Regions from separate parts of the Sus scrofa genome. Here regions 1, 2 and 3 are each linked to region 4. A link is a contact called in public HiChIP or PLAC-seq and promoter capture Hi-C data. All regions are on one chromosome and are shown on one strand. The core of a region is the stretch at or near the end of the contact, and the rest is flanking DNA. Distances in the headings are between cores, read along the strand shown.

Region 1 (2,985 bases), core at 202-2,701, 160 kb after region 4:
CTTCCACAATTATCTCCTTTCTTTTAGATATCACTTCTAATATTCCATTCTTTGCAGTCCAGTAAATCTTGCCAGCTCTCAAATCCAAACTTGTCAGTATCCTTAAAAATCCCAAACCAGCCAAATAAAGGCTGTCCTCTTTAAGTTCTTAGTTAAGGGCCAGAGTACACTCTCTACATTATTTTCTACGCTTTTCCTACTACAACCCAATAGCCTTAAGCTGCAGCAAAAATGAGTTCTGACTTCTGTTCTCTATGGAAGTCCAGCACTTATGTGCATTCTAAAAGGCTGTTTACTTTCATTTCCATCTTAATTATTCTCTACTATCCAGCACAAACGTAAACTTCTTCACAAGGAATTTCTCTGATTTTCCTACTCATAAACATTCTCTCCCCACTCAGAGTTCATTTATTATATTTTTCTCACCATTTTCACAGCACTTCTCACATTCTAGCCTTCCTAACGAGACTGAAAGCTTCTTTCCTGGATTTAGTCCATTTCAACTTTCTGCTGAGAAACTGAAAATCCTCCCAAAGCAATAAAGGATGACTGGAGAAGAAATGTAATTTATACATTAAAAGGTTACATAAGATTTCAGACTACAAAAAACAAAAACAATCAGACAACCCTGTATTCTTAAAATCAATAGTCCATTACCACTAAACAGATGTAGCTTAGAGATAAGAACATAAAGTTACAGTTTCTAAACTATAATTACTTTCCCGTTGAATGGACTTTCATTAATCAAAGATCCAGTAATGACATTAAACGTCACTTCATACACCAATGAAACAATTTTGTAGTGCCTTCCCCCAACGTTTGCAACAGATCGAAACACTAAATATAAAGCTGAATCTGTTATTCTGCAAAGTGCTACAAAATGCCAACAGTATTAAGCACACATCTAAAAAACGTTAGTAAGAGTAGCACAGAATCACTCCGAAAACACATGAAAAAGAATCAGCATCTAAATGTGCCTTTTCCTTACAATCCTCACTTAGAAGAATGTGCAATGCAGGAAAGAGCATACTACCAGGGATAGATTTGCCATAGGATGAAAGTCTTTAACTGGCACAGATCAAGAGAAAAGGCTCCATATGAGTCTCTCAGCCTTAGCCGAAAATCAGGCCTAAGATTCCCCACAGCAAACCTTAGGGGTGTGTGGGCCACGGGCCTGCCCAACTCAGGGAGCTCCCTGGACTCCAAAGAGGGTTTGCTTGGGCCCTATTACCCTGTCACGTTCGCCCCTACTGGAGCTGAAGACACTAACCGACTTCACAGCCGCTTCCTGTTCGTCCACAGCCAGCGCCCACGAGTCTGTGGCCATTGTCCCGGACTTGGAAGGCCGACACGCGAAAACAACCACGGCAAGCGCAGCAACACCAGACTTTAATCCTCTGGAGCGCGAGAACCACACTCTCGCGGACCGGAAGCGGCGGTGCGCGAAGGTGACGTCAGTTACCGCCCGGCGCCAGACGCCACCATTGCGCGCCACGGCGCGCCGCGCCTCTCCCCTGGCTTCGCCCGCCAGGCTTGGTACACAAACTCGATGTTTTTCCGCCGGTTTCCAAAGAAGCAAGCTCTTGGTGCTTTAAGAGCCCTAAGCTGTATGGAGTGAAACCTGTAGCCTTCACTTCTTTGCCCTCTGTCACACTGAAATAACGTAAGTTTTATTTTTTAAGTCTTCCATGCGTCATGACAGATATTTTAGTCTCTGAGCTGTAAAGCTTTCCTCAAAGGAAAATCCTAGAAGCATACCAGTTTCTGCTGTGCGAACGAGATAAAGCGTAAGAGAAAACCAAAGCGAAGCAAAAGCCTTTAAACCCCCATAATGCCACCACAAAAAAATACAACAGCGTATTCTTTTTTTTTTTTTTTTTTTTTTCCCACTGTACAGCAAGGGGGTCAGGTTATCCTTACATGTATACATTACAATTACAGTTTTTCCCCCACCCTTTCTTCTGTTGCAACATGAGTATCTAGACATAGTTCTCAATGCTATTCAGCAGGATCTCCTTGTAAATCTATTCTAAGTACAACAGCGTATTCTTTTTCTCCTGGGTCCTTCTAATTTCTGTACATGTGCATCATAGCACAGGTGTTTTACATAGTCCTAAACAAAGTACACGGTTTTAAGTTTGACTTTTTCTATACCGGCGAAGTATTTTTAATGTCATAATTATCGATTTAATGTCGTTATATTCCATCAGTCTCACAGCACATAAATTACCTAACTCTCCTTTCTCTACTCCTCTTATGGGATATAGGTTTTTTCCCATGTCCTGTTATTAATTGACAACACTTCATTGAACGTCTCCACACTATCTAAAATCATCTTGTTTCCAGTTTACTTTTTGCCTCTCCCCACTAAAATGTTAACTCTTCAAACAAAGGCAAAGCTCTTATCTGTCACAGCTGACTAACGAAGCTGGAAAAGTGCATGGTACTTGGTAGACTCTCAATAAATATTTTTTAATGTATGGTTGAATAGACTAATAAAGATTTTAGGGGTTCCCGTCGTGGCTCAGTGGTTAACGAATCCCACTAGGAACCATGAGGTTGTGGGTTCCATCCCTGGGCTCGCTCGGTGGGTTAAGGATCTGGCATTGAGGTGAGCTATGGTGTAGGTCGCAGACACAGCTCGGATCCCGCGTTGCTGTTGCTGTGGCTCTGGCATAGGCCAGCAGCTACAGCTCCGATTAGACCCCCAGCCTGGGAACCTCCATGTGCTGCAGGAGCGGCCCTAGAAAAAAGACAAAAAACAAACAAACAAACGAAATGATTTTAGTTCAAAATATATAACATTAGGAGTTACTACTGTGGCCCAAGTGGGATAAAGAATCCTGTGATGCTGAAGCTGTGGCTGGGATTCAGTCCCTGCCCCAGGAACTTCTATATGCGGGAGTGAGGCCATAACATTTTTTAAATTATGTATTACTCTAGGACACATTTCTTTCTTTTTTTATTTTATGGCCCCACCTGTGG
Region 2 (2,796 bases), core at 53-2,552, 230 kb after region 4:
TAGAATAAGTGCTCCAACTGGCTTCTGGTTGCAGCCATTGCCAAGTCTAGCCCTAGACCCCTGAACTTTGGGAATAATGGCTCAGGACTTACATGTAGAGGTGGCCCACAGAATAGGGGGGTTAGATGAAGAGAGGCATTCATCATTCAATGGAAGGTGATTCAAGGGATTATTGGAGGCAGAGAGAATCTCCTTGGAGCCTCTTGTAGGAAAACCTTTCCATTTCTTAGGCCCATATCCCTCTTCCTCTTGGTGTGCAGGTTGGGTGTAGATCAGAAGCATTCTTTGGTATAGGAGGCATTTAGGGTAGATCACTTGCTTCCCTCCACTCCTTTGCCTGTCCCCTCATTCCTGGTTCCAGGACTTAAAAGTTGGACATTGAGGATGGAGACTCTGACCTGGTTTGCCCCTTCACCCAAGTCTGAAGACAGCTAGGTTTGGAAGCAGCAGTGTATAGTAGTTGGTTGTGCCCCCTCTGGCTGATTTCCAGTCCACTGGGTACAGCAGGCTGGCTCTGAGGCCGAGGGTCATTTCTCAGTCCTGCTGACTTTGGAGAGAGGAGGAAAAGCAGGTCTATGGCAGCTGAAGCAGCAGAGGCCAACAGTCACAAGGCCTGGGAATGAAAGGCTGTTCTCACACGGAGTTATGAGAGCTAGGTAGAAGGAAGGTGCTGAGGCCCTGACTGCAGCAGCTGCATGCCTGGTATGGAGTGTCAGGGATACAAAGAACTCACAATCCAGTGCAGGAGACAGTTCCATTTATTCATTAGCAAGCGTTTATGCCAGCCAGGGCACTGACAGTACAGCAGTGACCAAGACAAAAGGTCACTGCACTCTTAGGCAAGGCAGTAGGAAACAGAAAATTGTCACACGGGAGTTCCAGTTGTGCAGTGGGATCATTGGTGTCTTGGGAGCGCTGGGACCCTTCGATCCTCAGCCCAGCACAGTGGGTGAAGGATGTGGTGTTGCCACAGCTGTGGCTTTCGTTGTGACTGGCTGATCCCTAGCCCAGGAACTCCACATGCTGTGGGATGGCAAAAAAAGAAAACAAAAAACAAAAAAATAATCATACAAATAAATGCAAAATTAAAATGACTACAATTTCACATCGGCTAAAGGTCGGCCAAGCAGGTCTAGGTCCCACTTCTGCAGGCCTGCCTCACAGCCACCCAACCACGAAGCACCTGGTGTCCTCGCTGCTGCCTGGGGCTCTACAGCGCTCGCCGTTCTCCCTCCGGGGCGGCAGGGGTCAGTGCAGCGCCGCCCGCTGCTATCCCGACAGCCCTCGCGCGGGCGCGCGACTTTAAGCGAGCGGAAGAGCAGGCGCGCGAGGCAGGACGGGCGGAAGTGGCTTGTACTCTAGGTGCTGCCATGCCCGGGGACCACCGCCGCATCCGCGGGCCTGAGGAGTCGCAGCCGCCGCAGCTGTACGCGGTCGGCGAGGACGAGGAGCCAGCCGCCCGTGACCCGACGCGGCTGCGGCCCGTGTACGCGCGCGCCGGGCTACTGAGTCAAGCCAAGGGCTCGGCCTACCTGGAGGCTGGAGGCACCAAGGTGCTGTGCGCCGTGTCCGGCCCACGCCAGGCCGAGGGCGGCGAGCGCGGCGGCGGCCCGGCCGGAACGGGCGGCGAGGCCCCGGCCGCGTTGCGGGGCCGCTTGCTCTGCGACTTCCGCCGCGCGCCCTTCTCGGGCCGACGGCGCCGCGCTCCCCCAGGCGGCGGCGAGGAGCGTGAGCTGGCGCTGGCGCTGCAGGAGGCGCTCGAGCCGGCCGTGCGCTTGGGTCGCTACCCGCGCGCGCAGCTTGAAGTGTCGGCGCTGCTGCTCGAGGACGGCGGCTCGGCGTTGGCCGCCGCTCTCACGGCCGCCGCGCTCGCCCTGGCCGACGCGGGCATAGAGATGTACGACCTGGTGGTGGGCTGCGGCTTAAGCCACACTCCTGGGCCCGCACCCACCTGGCTGCTGGACCCCACGCTGCTCGAGGAGGAACGCGCCGCCGCCAGCCTCACCGTGGCGCTCATGCCGGTGCTTAACCAGGTGGCCGGGCTGCTGGGCAGCGGGGAGGGTGGCCCGACAGAGAGTTGGGCAGAAGCCGTGCGCCTGGGTCTCGAGGGCTGCCAGCGCCTCTACCCAGTTCTGCAGCAGTGCTTGGTACGGGCCGCCCGCCGGAGGGGCGCCTCCGCGCCGCCTTGAACCATAAGTGTGAGCAACGACGCCGAGGAGCAGGCTACCGCTGTCGCCGAAAGAACCCGAGCCGTCGGCTTGCAGACGGCGCTGAGCCAAGAACTAGAGCCCGGGAGAGGATCTGGGAAAGTGCGCTCAGAACTGATGTGCCGGACAGCTGTGTTTTTTTTTTTGTTGTTTGTTTTATAAACTATCGTTTAAGAAACTTTTCTAATTGGGTTGGCGCTCAGCTACGACCCAGTTGAAGAAACCTGCTACTGCAGTCTGATTTCCAAGGTGGAAAGGACTTTAGGTGGACTTGCCTGAAAAACGGGAACCTGCAGCTAGTGCCTTGTGAGGGATGGACCCTGTGCGGGCCACTTAGTGACTGTCTCCTATCTAATGGGCCTGCTTTTGAGATAATAGACAAGGGGGTTGTGTCTTCCCACTTCTATCTGAACTAAAACAGAAATTCTTTTATAGCTGAAAAGTTCTTCTGTTGTTCTTCTTGGTACAGGATAGAGCAAGGCTCTCCTGAGCTGTGTAGTGTGTTCTTGGACTCAAGGCTTGGGACAGTATTATTTTAAATGTGTCCTGGTGTCCCTGGTCCAGTCTTGGTTCCTGGAAGAGGACATTT
Region 3 (2,700 bases), core at 68-2,567, 200 kb after region 4:
GTTTTAAACACAAGCCACCCTTTCTCTTTGCCTGGCCCCGCAATAAATCCTTCTCTGGGAGTTCCAGTCGTGGCGCAGTGGTAATGAATCCAACTAGGAACCATGAGGTTTCGGGTTCGATCCCTGGCCTTGCTCAGTGGGTTAAGGAGCCAGCATTACCATGAGCTGTTGGTGTAGGTCGCAGACGCGGCTGGGATCCCGCGGTGCTGTGGCTGTGGCGTAGGCCGGTGGCTACAGCTCTGATTCGACCCCTAGTCTGGGAACCTCCATATGCCACGGGAGCATCCCTAGAAATGGCAAAAAGACAAAAATAAATAAATAAATCCTTCTCTGCTCCAAATTCCAAGGTTTTAGTTTGTTTGACCTCACTGTGTGTCAGGCACGTGAACTTGTATTTGGTAACAATATCTTTAACCCAATTATGTCCAACAGCACAATTTCATACCTTCATATTTAGATACAAAGGTTAACAGTGGAGAGGTTGAGGTCATGGGCTCAAAGCACGGGTTTGTCTTTTTGCCTTTTCTAGAGCCGCACCCGCAGCATACAGAGGTTCCCAGGCTAGGGGTCTAATCCAAGCTACAGGATTACCTTATCACCAACCCATCCGGCAATGCCGGATCCTTAACCCACTGAGCAAGGCCAGGGATCAAACCCACAGCCTCATGGTTCTTAGATTCGTTACTGCTGTGCCACAACAGGAACTCCAGTATACACAGGTTTGAATCCTGGCTCTTAGGCTTACCTTTCAGTGTGAGCTTAGGCAAGGCGGTTACCTCATTTGGAAAAGGGATGCCAGTTGACTTGCCTCATATGCAGTTTAAAAATTAAAATAATCTAGGAAATGTTTAACATAATGACTTGCATATAAATATTTGCTATTTTCCTAAGGCAAATCGAGAACAGCCGCCAATTCAATTGTCTCGCAAAGAGTAAGTTATTTCTTACTCCACACCAAATCCAAGAAGGTCTGACAAGGACAACTGGACCCATGGGCACCACATATCAGAATCTCTAAGGTCTGCATACCACTCTGCAACTAAAAGGAACACAACTATACACTAAGAGCTGTGACCGCTACCAAACACACGTCACCCTTCCCCCTTATCAACCATGTCAACTATTAGGACTTTGCGTAAGGCTACTAAAATGTCGGTCTCCAGAGTCCGCATCCTTACTTGTCACGTGACACGTCCCAGTCCCTACTTTCTTGGCCATTGCATCAGCCAATTTAGTGCCGCCTTCCCAGAAACCAACTGACAAGCTGGTTCGTTCTCCAGTTGATTGGCATGTTGGCTGACCAATACGGTAAGGCGCGGCGGGGCACTTTCCAGCGGCGGGCTCTGGTTGGACCGGACGGTGCGTGTTGCGGCCGCTGGTGGCCAGGGCTCGGTGTGTCTGCGTGTCTGCGGGAACAGGTAAATGCAGTCTCCTGGCGGTGGGCTCTGAGGGAGGAATTAGGAGCCGCGGCCCCTGGGAGAAGGAGGCGGGGGCCCTGAGAGAGTTCTGGGGCGCCGCAACAGAGGCTAGGGCCCGTGTCTGGTACGTGGGCCGGGCTCCCTTAAGACCTCGAACCGGGGCCTGGGCTGGAACCGGGGCAACCGCTGGGCGACAGGGCAGGCGGAGAGCGGCCTTTTGTTAGACTTCAGCACCGCTGGGGGTAGAGGGACCTCGCCGAGGGCAAGACCTTGGAAGGATCATCGTTGTCATTGACCACCCTCCCAAAGCTGAGGTTTTTAATCGCCACAGGTTTTAATCCCCTAGGGACGGGTGGGGTTGCGCAGGTCCCTTGCGGGTAGGGTGGTCAAGACCGGTGGAATCAGGCTGTGAGCCGTCCTTAAAATTAGCTAAATGGTGATACTAGTCCAGGCTCCTCTGAAAGCACTTTCTGTGCTCCATCACGTTCAGCTATTATTTTTTCAGACGGTCTGCATTTCCGGTGTGCTTTAAATTCATTCGCTATTAAAGGATTATTTTACTGTGAAATACTTACTTAACAACCACCATATTGGGTGCTGAGGATATACCCGTAATGATGAGCAAAAACCATCAGTCTTGATTCCCACTGGGCTGGAACTTACAGCCTGTTGGGGAGATGGACGTTAAGCCCTCAGAGGCACGTGGAAATTGAGAAAGAAGGCACCTAGGGCTATGAGAATAAAATTGGGGGAGACTCTGGTCAAGAAGACTTCCTTAAATAGGTCTCTTTGAAACTGAGATATCTTGGAGTTCCCGTCGTGGCTCAGTGGTTAACGAATCTGACTAGGAACCTCGAGGTTGCGGATTCTATCCCTGGCCTTACTCAGTGGGTTAAGGATGCCGCGTTGCCGTGAGCTGTGGTGTAGGTCGCAGACGCGGCTCTGATCCCGCGTGGCTGTGGCTGTGGTGTAGGCTGGCGGCTACAGCTCCGATTAGACCCGTAGCCTGGGAACCTCCATATGCCACAGAAGCGGCTCTAGAAAAGGCAAAAAGACAAAAAGAAAGAAAGAAAGAAAAACTGAGATACCAACAATGAGAAATTAACTAGGAAAAGGGAAAGAGGAGGAATAGGGCAGTCAACTTACCTGGCAAGTCTAGAGCCTGTTGAAAGGTCTGGTGGCTGGAGCCTTAAACCCAAAGGCCATTGTGGTTTAAAGTACTTAAGATCTTTATGGCTTCTGCTGGCAAGTGGAATCTGACCTCTTTTGTGCTACCACTCCA
Region 4 (2,897 bases), core at 40-2,539:
TATGAAAGATACAGAATCTTTCAGAAAACAAACATAGGAAACCAAAGACCACTTCGGAAGCTTGGAAAACCTTCTCCTAGGCTACTTTTCGCCCTTTATAACTTACTGAAAAACTCAGCCTACTTTCTAGTTCCTTTACAACTAACAGCATCTAGTACAAACTTTGGAATTTATTTTCCCAAAACCTAGCTGGACCCAGGTTCCCCAACTATTCTTTTATCTTGGGTAACAAGGGAAATTGCATTTCAGAGGAAGATCAACCAAGCACTACATACCGGAAACTAGTAACGACCAAAACTTGGTAAATTTTGATTTCCCCCAATTCTACCTGCTGTCTATGAATATTAGGAAATGAGCCTGTGATTGCTCCTCCACCCCTTCTCCATGTACGAGAAGAACATCACCGCATTTAAACTCTGCAAAGTCTTCAAGATAGATATAATTATCCCCATTTTTGCAAGCGATAAACTGAGGATCAAAGAAGGAAATGAGTTGCCCAAGCACCAAAGCACAAATACAAAGGGTCTAGATTTCAAAGACTGTTTCCGTCCTTGACACTTTTAACACCCTTGATCTTTCACCTCCCCGTCGGTGTGCCGTTTACTTTCTCCAGTGGAAAACGTCTCTCCCGCCCCTTCTTACATCTCCCCCAAAGCCTAAAAGCTACGCAGTCTCTAGAAAGCTTATTTTGAGCTAGGCTTAGTTCCCACAGTGCGAACGGTCGCGAAACACAAGTTCGTGAAGCTGCCCTCCTGCGTTCCCCTCCATCACCTCCTAGACGCTTGCCCATAGTCCTCGGGCCTAAACTCTCTCAGAAACCCTTACAAAAGGCTCGGCCCACCCTTCTACATGGCCGCTCTCCACCTCTTCAGGCCTAGGGAGGTCAGAAAGCTGCTTCTTTACCCTGAAGCCAGGAGGATGGCGCAGATATCCAACAGATCCTCAGTCCCCTCAAGGCCTAATCCGCCGCTAAGCCCAAGCCGCCGGCATCCGCCATTAGCTCCTAAAACAGGGACCTTCCGATTGGCGCGCGACGGAAAAAAGGTCCTCAACCGGCGCCTGAAGAATGTACATATAAATCTCTTTAATGCTTCAGTCTTGCTTCCACGCCGCACGAAAAATTACTTAAACATATTTTTATGACTGTCACTTTTCCCAGGAAAATAGGGAATTAATAGACCTTTTTAAGTAGGCTTTTAAAAACATATATACAAATTCACTAGGCACTCCCGTGGGCAGCCCCAAGGACGTGGCGCGCCTACGAGGAGGGGGCCTCCCAGGGCCGGAAGCGCGGAATGGGAATCAAGATGGCGGACCTCGATTCTCCTCAGAAGCTGTCAGGGGTGCCTCCGCCGCCTGAAGGCGTGGGAGGAGGCCGCTGCTCGGAAATCTCCACAGAGCTCATTCGCTCTCTGACTGAGCTTCAGGAGCTGGAGGCTGTGTACGAACGGCTCTGCGGCGAGGAGGTGGGGGGCTGAGCTTCTCTTTCCAGGAGGATACAGGGGCAGTGGGCCTAGGAGCCGTCATTCTTGGGAAATCAGGGCTGTGGGAAGTTCTTTTCTTTACGAGGAAACAAAAAAAGCATCTACTCGAGAAGCAGGAGTGTGGTTGAATGTAATTGGGGCGATCCGACATCTCCGTCTGATGCCCCCAAGCATATTTTCGTGTTGTCTGGGCGATCTGCCCCGCCCCCTGTTGATTTCCCTGGCCCTTAATCATTAGATTTCTCCGCGGTCCTAAAGTTAGACTTAAGGGCATCTCCTCACACGCTTGCTTTTCATAATAAGAATAAAGGCTTTGTTGTAAGGGCTTATAAATTTTAAAGTGATGAAACGCTTTCACCTTACCTCATTTCAGCAAGAAATCATTGTAAATAAACAAAGCGTTTTAAGACTTTCTACTGTGGGAAATGATTTGGGGGTGTAATTTTAGCGTTTCAGTTCAATGCAGGGCTTTGTAGAATCTTGAGATGTTAAAACTCAGAAACAACTGTCTAATCGTGAATAAGTTATTTCAGTTCTTGTAGCTACCCCTGCATAGCGTCAAACCAGGGGCACTGGCTATATTATGTCCAGCAGCCTTCCTCACTTTTCCATGAAACTTAATGCTGTCAGTACTTTTTTTTTTTTTTTTTTTACTTTTTCGGGCTGAACCCGCGGCATATGGAAGTTCCCAGGCTAGGGGTGGAATCGGAGCTGTAGCTGCTGCCTATGCCACACCACAGCAATGCTAGATCCAAGCGGTGTCTGTGACCTACACCACAGGTCACTGGCACTGCTGGATCCTTAACCCACTGTTTGAGTTCGGGGATCAAACCCGCATCCTCATGGATGCTAGTCAGGTTTGTTAACTGCTGAGCCACAACAGGATCTCCCGTCAGTACTTTTTTTTTTTTTTTTGCTACACCCACTCTATGTAGAAGTTCCCAGGCCAAGGGTCAAATCCCCTCACAGCAGCAACCCAAACCACTGCAGTGACAACACCAGATCCTTAACCCACTGAGGGAGGCCAGGGATGGAACCTGCATCCTCATGGATCCTAGTCAGATTCATTTCCACTGAGCCACGGCGGGAACTCTCTTTGAGAGTTTTCAAGTATTAATTTATACCAATGCCGATAGACTTTTCAGCAAGATGTACTTTATAAAATTCAATACTCTTAACATTCCTAAGCTTGCATTCATTGAATCGGTCAGTATGTTAGGAAAAAAATTAAGTTGATCTTACAGACAGAACAATATTAGTTTTGGTTTTTGTTTGTTTTTCCCTTTTTTAGGGCTACAGCCGCAGCATATGGAAATTCCCAGGCTAGGGGTCAAATCAGAGCTGTAGCCACCAGCCTACGCCACAGCTCACAGCAACACCAGATCCTTAACCCAGTGAATGAAGCCAGGGATC

The links. Promoter capture Hi-C pulls out the DNA fragments that hold promoters and counts their contacts. HiChIP or PLAC-seq counts read pairs in DNA pulled down with a chosen protein or histone mark.
Region 1: an H3K27ac HiChIP or PLAC-seq map of alveolar macrophages shows a contact between it and region 4. The contact joins the promoter of DDX19A here to the promoter of COG4 in region 4. A contact is called at or near these places in 2 of 5 promoter capture datasets (fetal skeletal muscle and liver), 1 of 47 Hi-C or Micro-C datasets (brain) and 1 of 2 datasets of contacts at active chromatin or transcription factors (alveolar macrophages).
Region 2: a contact with region 4 is called in a promoter capture Hi-C map of fetal skeletal muscle, with 8 times the contacts expected there. The contact joins the promoter of EXOSC6 here to the promoter of COG4 in region 4. A contact is called at or near these places in 3 of 5 promoter capture datasets (fetal liver, fetal skeletal muscle and liver), 1 of 47 Hi-C or Micro-C datasets (embryonic fibroblasts) and 1 of 2 datasets of contacts at active chromatin or transcription factors (alveolar macrophages).
Region 3: a contact with region 4 is called in an H3K27ac HiChIP or PLAC-seq map of alveolar macrophages. The contact joins the promoter of AARS here to the promoter of COG4 in region 4. A contact is called at or near these places in 1 of 5 promoter capture datasets (liver), 2 of 47 Hi-C or Micro-C datasets (embryonic fibroblasts and skeletal muscle) and 2 of 2 datasets of contacts at active chromatin or transcription factors (alveolar macrophages and skeletal muscle).

What each region holds. Positions count from the first base shown.
Region 1 is chr6:13,367,104-13,370,088 of Sscrofa11.1, reverse strand. It overlaps DDX19A (ATP-dependent RNA helicase DDX19A), which reads right to left and starts at 1,451. Exons shown (of 12, transcript XM_003126869.5): 1 at 1,271-1,451. The coding sequence starts at 1,327. It overlaps LOC102160376 (a long non-coding RNA gene), which reads left to right and starts at 1,476. Exons shown (of 3, transcript XR_002344513.1): 1 at 1,476-1,663.
Region 2 is chr6:13,295,448-13,298,243 of Sscrofa11.1, reverse strand. EXOSC6 (exosome complex component MTR3) reads left to right here and starts at 1,302. Exons shown (of 1, transcript XM_021093792.1): 1 at 1,302-2,653. The coding sequence starts at 1,371. The coding sequence ends at 2,189.
Region 3 is chr6:13,320,040-13,322,739 of Sscrofa11.1, reverse strand. AARS (alanine--tRNA ligase, cytoplasmic) reads left to right here and starts at 1,317. Exons shown (of 23, transcript XM_021093791.1): 1 at 1,317-1,418.
Region 4 is chr6:13,522,834-13,525,730 of Sscrofa11.1, reverse strand. COG4 (component of oligomeric golgi complex 4) reads left to right here and starts at 1,289. Exons shown (of 19, transcript NM_001244337.1): 1 at 1,289-1,466. The coding sequence starts at 1,296. It overlaps SF3B3 (splicing factor 3B subunit 3), which reads right to left and starts at 1,212. Exons shown (of 26, transcript XM_021093803.1): 1 at 904-1,212.